Regions from separate parts of the Rattus norvegicus genome. Here regions 2 and 3 are each linked to region 1. The links are chromatin contacts, called in public Hi-C maps. All regions are on one chromosome and are shown on one strand. The core of a region is the stretch at or near the end of the contact, and the rest is flanking DNA. Distances in the headings are between cores, read along the strand shown.

Region 1 (2,700 bases), core at 119-2,618:
CGGGGTTCATAGGTTTTAAACTGGAACTTGAACTAGCCAGTCAAGCTCTCCAGTTACCTAGGTCATTAGAATACCAGCGACATTAACATCAAAATAATAATCCCAGAGAACCAACCACGTGTCAAGCACTAATACAGGCAGGGTAAGGATGAGGCATTTGCAACTGAATATCCTTAGGGACCGGAAGCGGCAGGATTGCCTCAGAGACCAGTGACTTACTGAAGGTTTGGCCTCTCCAGATGTCCGGGAGATGCTCTGAGTTGAGCTGAGTGGCCTGAAGGAAAATGCAAACATCAGCGTTCTGTGCAGAGTTTCCGACACCCTCTTGATCAGTGTTTAAAGAATGACTTATAAAACTGAGTTAATAGGGACTACAGTATTTGACACGATCCTTTCGGTCAAGCTTGACAAGGGCTGCGTTTACTCTTGCAAACGGTTCAAATAGGTGCTTTAAGTTCGTTTACAAGTTGCCCATTTGATCCCCTACCAGACACCGGAAGACTTAAGAATTAAGTGCTCCTGGCTATGGAGTTGGGCAGTGGAGCTAGGGACACAATTATCAAGTTCACCTAAGTCTTTGGTGCCTTTTGTTAAACTTCTCAAGGGGCTTTCTGTGGTTAGGCAACACTGGCTTGAAAACCATCAACCATTCAAGCCCCACGCAGCCAGCGATCTGTACAGACAGATGAGCAAGCGATTAGGAACCCTGATGCCCTCTGCGTTTACTCTGCCTCAGCAGATCAATCTAGCGCCCTGCAACTTTATGGAATTCAGCATCCCACTGCAGGATACTCTTCCTTATCTCGTCCCAATCTTGTAGCTAGCTCCCTGCAACCGTGACTCGGCGCTGCAGTCCTGACATCATCGAAGAGGCCTCTCCTCAGGCTGCGGTAGCGGGAGCAGTAGCAGCTTTCCAGCCGGGCTGGTCGCTCACCAGGTGCGGGGCGCAGCGAGCAACCAGCCGACCTTGCACGAGGGGCGGGGCCAGCGGGGCAGCGCTGCTTCACTAGCTGCCATTGTGGGCGGTTGGGCGCTGCTCCTCCCTCCCCACTCAGAGGCCCCCTGCACGAGGCGCTCTGAGTGTCCGGGAGACGCACAGCGGGCTCGCCTACCCTAGCGCCAGCTCCTCCTTGCAGCAGGCACCCAGCACGCCTCTCCGCCAGCGTGCGCTCCCAGCCCCGCCCTCGGGCGGCGCACGCACGGGCCGCGAGCGCGCGCTTTCCCCGCGCTCCCGCGCCAGACTCACGGTCGCGAGCGCGCGTGCGCTCCTCTCAACAACCCCGGGAGCTCCGCCAGAGCAAGCGCGGGGCCGGGCGCACAGGAGTAAAAAGGAGGCGGCGGCCGCGTCTGCGAGCAACAGATCCGGGCGACGCGAGCTGACCTCGTCTGCTGCTGCCCTATTTCGTTCTCTCTTTCTTTATTTTGGAGTTTCGGAAAAAATATATTTGGAAAAAATATCTTTTTTTTTTTTCTTAAATGGCGCTGGCCCCGGGTCAGCGGGCGGTTTTCTCTGCACCAAGATGGGCTTTGCCGTTTCCGTCATGGGCACCCGTGGTGGCTTGATTGTCAGTCTTCCCCGGGCATTTTTGAGGCCAGGAGCCGAACACTGCACGTAGGCGACTCGCCCTCCGGAGCGGCTGGGCGTTTCGGATTGGGACTTGGGGGGCAGAGTGCAGTAAATTGCGAGCACCGCGTGCTCTCTGCAAAACCGGCGGCGAGCCGGAGGCAGGTCGCTCCCAGGGTGAAACAGCTCCCGGGCTGAGCGAGCCCGGCCCCGTGCGCAGTGCAGCCGCCCCGAGAGCGTGTCCTGTCCCCGCCGCGCCGGGAAAATGGAGGCTGTGATCGAGAAGGAATGCAGCGCGCTCGGAGGCCTCTTCCAGACCATCATCAGCGACATGAAGGTAGGACGCCGGGGGCGCGGCTGTTTTGACCTCGCCGCGGGGCTTCCCCTCACCGCGGCCGGCATGGCTCTCGCCTGCGCCCTGCTGCTGGCCACCTGCGGGAGCTCTGGCGACCCGGGTGTCACCTGCTCACCAGCCGCGCTGCTCAGGCTGTGCTGGGTCACTGGGCAGGCGACTTCCCGGGGGATAGTGGGGAGAGTCTGATGCTACTTGCCATCCCCTGCATTCATAATCCCAGGGGGCGACACCATCTTGTTCCTTTGGGGGCTAAGGGCCCTAGTTCCAAGTTTTCCATTGTCTGTCCCTGGACTGAGTGTCTGCGACCCGTGGAGGATGGACGCCCTGGAGGACACCTGACTCCCTGGGTTTGGGGTGGGGTGCTTGGCGCGGTGGTGGAGCGGTAGTGGGGGCTCTGCCTGGCTGCAGGAAGGAGTCTTCCGGCCTGGGAGATTGGATGGCAGGGTTGTTACAAGCTTGGCTTTCAGGTCTACCTGGAGTAGGGGAGTCTGAACAAATTAGTTATTAATTAGTCTGTTCCAGAGCTGCTGATGGTGCTCCTTGCCTTCCACATACCCTCCCCCGGGGCTCGGCGCTGAAGTTCCCAGGGTAGTCTTTCAGGGTACCCGAGGCTGAGAGGCTCACAGCGGGAAGGCAAGGTTGAGGTTTCCAAAACTACTATACCCAGTTCCCTCAAACACACATCCACACCCCACTATTCTCTGGAAAGGATTGTGTATGCGTGTGAGTGCGCGCGTGTGTGTTGGGGGCGGGGAACAACACCCTAGCCTTTTCCTGCAAA
Region 2 (2,700 bases), core at 136-2,635, 210 kb before region 1:
GGCCTGAAATGCCTGCCCTGGCCCACAACCTGTGCCTCGGTGAACAGCACTCACAGCATAGCTCTCTAGCTCGGGGATCTAAATGACCTCATCCGTCCTAGACGCCCCTCGGCCGCTGCTGATCTTTTTGGGAATTCCTAAAGACAGTTGCTCCAGAGTCATTTATTGGAAGCTTGGCCAGAGCCTTTGCAGTGTGGAGATGCCTAACTTCTCCAAAAATGTACTCTCCACCCCTATCCTTTCTTTCCCTACACACCATGCTCACCTCCTTTATCTCTACCCTGGCCACCCCCACTTTCTCAATTCCTGCACTCTCTACCCGCCTCTAACTACCCTTACCCTCTCCACCTGTACCCTCTCCGTCCCTACCCTCTCCATCCCTTGGGGCATATAGTAATTCTCTGCTGTACTCCCGTATCCGGGACCACCGTACTGAGTTGTTTGCCTGATTCCCATTAAATTAGAAACGTGCTGGACTTGGTGAAAGTGTCGTTTCTGAGCTGGGCTTCTGGGCTCCTCATAGGTGTTAGCAAGTGAGTGACTGAAGTCCATGTGTGTTGGGTGGGGTTTTTTGTTTTTGTTTTTTTTGTTTTGTTTTGTTTGTCAACTTGACGGAAGCAGGGGTCATCTGGAAAGTAGTAACCTCACTCAGGTGAGGAACGATCTCCACCAGATTGCCCTGTAGGCAAGTCTACGGAGCACTTTATTGATGATGTAGAGGGCCCGTTCCACTGTGGATGGTGCCATCCTGAGCAGGTAGTCCTGGGTGTCATAAGAAAGCGGGTGAGTAAACCCCAGGAAGCAAACTCGTAAGCAGCACCCCTCCATGGTCTCTTGTTTCAGTTTCCACTTCCAGGTTTTTGCTTGAGATCCTGCCCTGGATTCCTTTCGTGATGGCCCTGTAAGGCAATATAAACTGTTTCCACCCCAAGCTGCTTTTGGTCTCGGTGTTTGTGTTAAAAAGCACAGTAGCAAGTAACTCAGGAAAATAACATGAAGGTCTGGGCTGGAAGAGATCACTGAAACCGGAGGCAAACTGACAGGTGTTGAAAAGTGAATGTGGCTGCCCAAGGTAGGTACAGGAGAAACAGTAATGTGTTGTTGTTATTGTCAGATCACCATTGTTTGAAGAACTCCAGATGCATCCCTTTAACAGGGAAAATGAACGTTTACTCTCAAGGGGAGTCTGCAGCCTGGTGGTGAGGTGGTGAGGATCAACAAGAGACAGTTTCCGGTTGTGGTTTAGTGCAGAAAACAAAAGCACCAAGGAGTTTGAGAACCGCTGGCTGGCTGGCGTGGAAGGTGAAGGAAGCCGACTTCCTGGGGGAGGTGACACCAGCTGACACGATGGGGGAGGGACTGGGCAGTCCAAATATCCCGAGTGCAGAGACGTGGAGGCAGGAAACGCACAGTGGAGTCAGACCAAGCAGGCATATCACATCGTGGGGTGCAGAGGGAGAACGAGGCGGCCGAAGAGGTCAGATCACGGAGGACATAGACGCCAGGGAAGGAGCCTAGGGACTACTGTGTGTACACTGGAAAGCCAGCAGGGCTTTGAGGGTTGCAATTTGTGTGTTGAAAAGATCATCTGGGGCAGGAGTCAAAGCCCACAGGGGGTGGAGCCTTATGTCCAGAGCGAATGGAGCCATCCAATCAATTTCCGAGGAGAGTCGGGAACTAAAACAGGAGCCCATGGCTGTCAGAAGTGTACAGGGTTTTTACTTCCCAGCTGGCTGATTTTGCAACCGTGTGCTCTGAAAAATCCTTAGAGGTTGCAGCTCTGTTTTGGGAAGAGTGTGGCAATGAGGTAGAGAAAGGGTGCAGACTAGGGGGAGGTTGCAGGCAGAGGGACAGAACACTCACCAAGTCTCTGGGACTGCAGGGGGAAAAACATTGAGTACCAGCAGGTTTGGACTTGAGAATCAGAAAAAGCCTGAGAAGCAAAAAGGAAGAGAGAATGGGAGCTTTTGTATCTAATTACACCCATTTAGTTGTCTAGGCAGCCCCTTTATCACGCTGCACTTTGCAGCTCAGCTCTTTCAACAGGGTCTAATTACCTTGCCTAATTACCACCTTAACATCACTTACCCACATTCTCACTCTTCCCTTGATTCCCACAGCAGGGCCCTCTGTGGACAGTGGGGTTTTATTAGCAACTTAAGATGCCACTATGAAAAGCGAGCTTGGGAAAGAGTTGTATTCTAGGTGGAAAGTACTTGGTAGAGCAACCCATACCCCCCCCCACACACACACACAATTGGGGCAGTTGTAGAAGGGAAACCGATGTGAATGAAAGCAGAGAACCATCTGAGACTCTGATCTTAATTTTTCCCAGCTCCAGAATACTGTTCTGCATGTTTAAAGGGGTTTTTCTTTCTTCGAATTCAAGTGCGTAAATGCTGTGCTCAGCATGCCATACCCAGCCACTGTTGGGAAATAATTCTGCCGGAAAGAAATAGGCCATACGGCTAACCGGCTGAACAAAAAGTAGGTCATGGCTGTAGCTCAGGACTGCTGGCCAGAGCCCTGGAGCCAAAAGGCAGCCATCTGCGAGGAGACAAGACAGTGTCTGTCCTCACTGTGCAGGTCCATTCTATTCTACTTCCTGCCATGAGCCTGCAATATGACACTTAATCACTCCTAATGTTTTGTCGATAGGTACCATCTAAGTCCTTTTTGTTGTTGCCTGGGCCAAGAACT
Region 3 (2,700 bases), core at 27-2,526, 240 kb before region 1:
AATCAAACCATTCCCAAAGTATTACAGCAACAAGTGGCAGGGCCAAAATTTCAGAGCCAAGTTCTTTTCTTCTGTCAACCTTGCTGACTTGCACTGTGGGCGTAGTAAAATAAAGTAGATCCCAACGTCTGCATTGCTTTGTGGGTAACTCACCCTGCTACAGCCACACAGCAGCATCCTTTCTCTCACTGCTGCATACTGCAACGTAGTTCCCGAATAGTATTTGATTAGATTTTTGTAAAAATTCAAGCACTGTTACTCTCACGCCTGTGCTCCTAGGGGAAAAGTTCACATATCCTGGCCAATAAGTCCTACATGATCTGACTTGTACTCTTCTTGTACTCCCCTCTGGTCACCTACCAATGGCCCCTTCACTCCTTCAACATAACAGCATCAGAAATATTTACAGACCCAGCTATGACTTGACTGAGGGCCTGACTGCACTGACTTATTCATTGTGTCAATGGCTAGCAGGAGGAGGGATTTTTGCCCAAGACTTTAAAGTGCTGGGCATCTTTATTGCTTTTCAAATAACTGCCACTTTCCCGTCAGCCACATTAATGAGTGGACTTAACTCCACTCAGTTCTCTCAGGTACAAAAATCATTATTACCCAGAGATTTAAATAAAAGCCACAATGAGTCTGTCTTCCAAATGAAATCCTAACATTTCCCACCAAATCAATACTCAACCCCATCTGAGAATCAGACAACAAATGCTTCTGATCTTCCCTAAGATAGAAGATTGTAGCCACAACATAGTCCACAACTTTAAAAAACAAAAGAAACTCAATTAAGAATACTTAAGCTTCTAAGCCATCACTTTCTTGCCTTTTCAAGAAACCATAAACTTCCTCTGTGACCTCAAGCTTAAGTTTAAAATAAGATCCCATTCATTTGCCCATTGTGAAATCAGCCATACCCTCTTGGACTCCAGCTGTTCTTTCTTTTCTGATTCAGGGGGTGATTTGGCCCAGAAGAAGCCAATAAGAGGCAAAGCAGAGAGAATATCTGAGAAGGCAGCGAACTGGGAGCCGCTCTGATGGCGGCCAAGGAGGCCCCCGTTTCGATGGCGACAGCGGTAGGAGAGCACCAGGCCCAGCGACAGGAACACCAGTACGCACAGCAGGAGCTCCTTGTTGGCCAGGGTGACATCCCCGCATTTCTTATAAAAATAGGTGAAAGTAGCAATTCCAAGAAAAGTCCACATGGCTCAAAAGCTTCTTTGGTGGCACCAGCTAAGACTGAGATTTGGGGGTTTGGGGTTTGGTTTTTTTGTTTTTGCTTTTGTTTTTTTGCAGGGGGCAGTGGGAGTCTTTTTTTCCTCAGAAGGGTTTCGGTGATTAAAATGTTCTACCCAAAATGTAGTTCACAAAGGGGGTCCGGGAGACCTGCCGAACTCCTTCCGGTCAATAGTTTTAGGATCACGAGTCAGATGAGATCAGTTTTTTAAATCATTGAGAGTACAAATGTATCTTAAGTTGTCCAGATCTTAAAATGCAGCATTTAAAACCCGCCTACTCAACGGCTCCTGATTACACACTTCTTCATTCAGCCAACTAATGGACAGGTAGGTCGGTCTGTACTGGGCAGAGGGGTGCGAATGTTGCTGTATACTACGATGTCCGCTCGTCCAGCTATAAACGGTCCTTTGTCACCAGTAGCAGGTGCTCAGTAGGAAGGAATCCGGGCCGTAGAAGAATCTGGGTGCTGGGAAAGCCGCCCCTAGCAACACCCCGGCAGCCTTCTCCAACAAAAGATGGCTACGGCGTCCCGAAGCGCGGCCGGAGCCTGGAAGCTCAGTTCTCCCTGGAGATCCCTCCTCAGCAAGCCCCGAAGTCACCTCCCGGAACCTGTCCGACCGACACTTGCCTTCTTTAAGGATGAATGGCTGTCTCGGATGAGCGTCCTTCAGAGCGCGGCGCCCGCTCCAGACCGCCGGGTCCCCAGCATCCCTCGCGGACAGTAACCAGAGTAACCGCTGCGCGCCCCGCTCGCAGCCCGGCCCCTCGCGTTTCAGCTGCTAGGCGGGCTCGGCCCAGCCACGGGACCGGGGGGCGGGGCTCCTGTGTGGCACCGCCCCTTGAGCAGACCCCGCCTCCCTCGCCGCTCCGAGCCAATGAGAGCGCGCACCGCGCGGTAGGCTGAGATGGCGCTATAGAACGTTTGTCCAATGGTAGGCGGCGTATTCCGCGCGGCGCCAGTCGCAGAGGCGCTAGGGCGATGTTGCGTGGTGAGGGGCGGGTGCGTGGGGTGGGCGCCGGTCGGGTGGGCGGATGGGGCGGTGCCCGCTCGGAGCTGCCGCCGCGGGGTACTCACGTCCCACCTGCGGAAGGTGGGGCTAGCTCTGGAGGAGTTCCTTGGTGGCCTTGAGGACCTCAGACTTAACCCGGCCGCTGGAGCCATCCCGGCGGACTGGAAGTGCACGGGCTAGGAGAGCAAGAAGGACGTGACAGGCGGGCGAACCTGACGTAATTAGTGAACGAGGGCTAAAGAAAAAGAAGTCAGTAGGTGGAGATGGGGCACACCTTTAGTCCCAGAACTCGGGAGGCAGAAAGATCTCTGTGAGTTTGAGGCCAGCTTGGTCTGCACAGTGTGTTCCAGACCAGTCAATGTTACATAGTGATATCTTTCTCGGGTTTAAAAAAAAGGGGGGGGGGGGAGAGAAAGGAAAAAAAATGTCGTAATCAACAGCAATCCTG

The links. Hi-C and Micro-C count contacts between places; a contact is called where the count stands out from the background.
Region 2: a contact with region 1 is called in a Hi-C map of liver, with 2.6 times the contacts expected there. The contact joins the enhancer-like site here to the promoter of Mtss1 in region 1. A contact is called at or near these places in 7 of 12 Hi-C or Micro-C datasets (the A7r5 cell line, Schwann cells, frontal cortex and 3 more) and 1 of 1 datasets of contacts at active chromatin or transcription factors (oligodendrocytes).
Region 3: a contact with region 1 is called in a Hi-C map of mammary epithelial cells, with 3 times the contacts expected there. The contact joins the promoter of Sqle here to the promoter of Mtss1 in region 1. A contact is called at or near these places in 2 of 12 Hi-C or Micro-C datasets (hepatocytes and mammary epithelial cells) and 1 of 1 datasets of contacts at active chromatin or transcription factors (oligodendrocytes).

Annotation. Positions count from the first base shown.
Region 1 is chr7:92,515,971-92,518,670 of GRCr8, reverse strand. Mtss1 (MTSS I-BAR domain containing 1) reads left to right here and starts at 1,368. Exons shown (of 16, transcript NM_001130563.1): 1 at 1,368-1,551; 2 at 1,768-1,901. The coding sequence starts at 1,521.
Region 2 is chr7:92,721,041-92,723,740 of GRCr8, reverse strand. LOC134479916 (a long non-coding RNA gene) reads left to right here. Exons shown (of 5, transcript XR_010053826.1): 4 at 1-2,700. Among named protein-coding and RNA genes, the nearest start is that of Sqle, 36 kb to the left of the region's middle. Within about 2 kb of position 1,385, at least 42 of the 93 cell types and tissues checked have an H3K27ac peak or open chromatin away from gene starts, as enhancers often do. A contact at or near this core is called in hepatocytes and liver, where this site is marked.
Region 3 is chr7:92,756,751-92,759,450 of GRCr8, reverse strand. Sqle (squalene epoxidase) reads right to left here and starts at 1,276. Exons shown (of 11, transcript NM_017136.2): 1 at 921-1,276. The coding sequence starts at 1,208. LOC134479916 (a long non-coding RNA gene) reads left to right here and starts at 2,181. Exons shown (of 5, transcript XR_010053826.1): 1 at 2,181-2,231.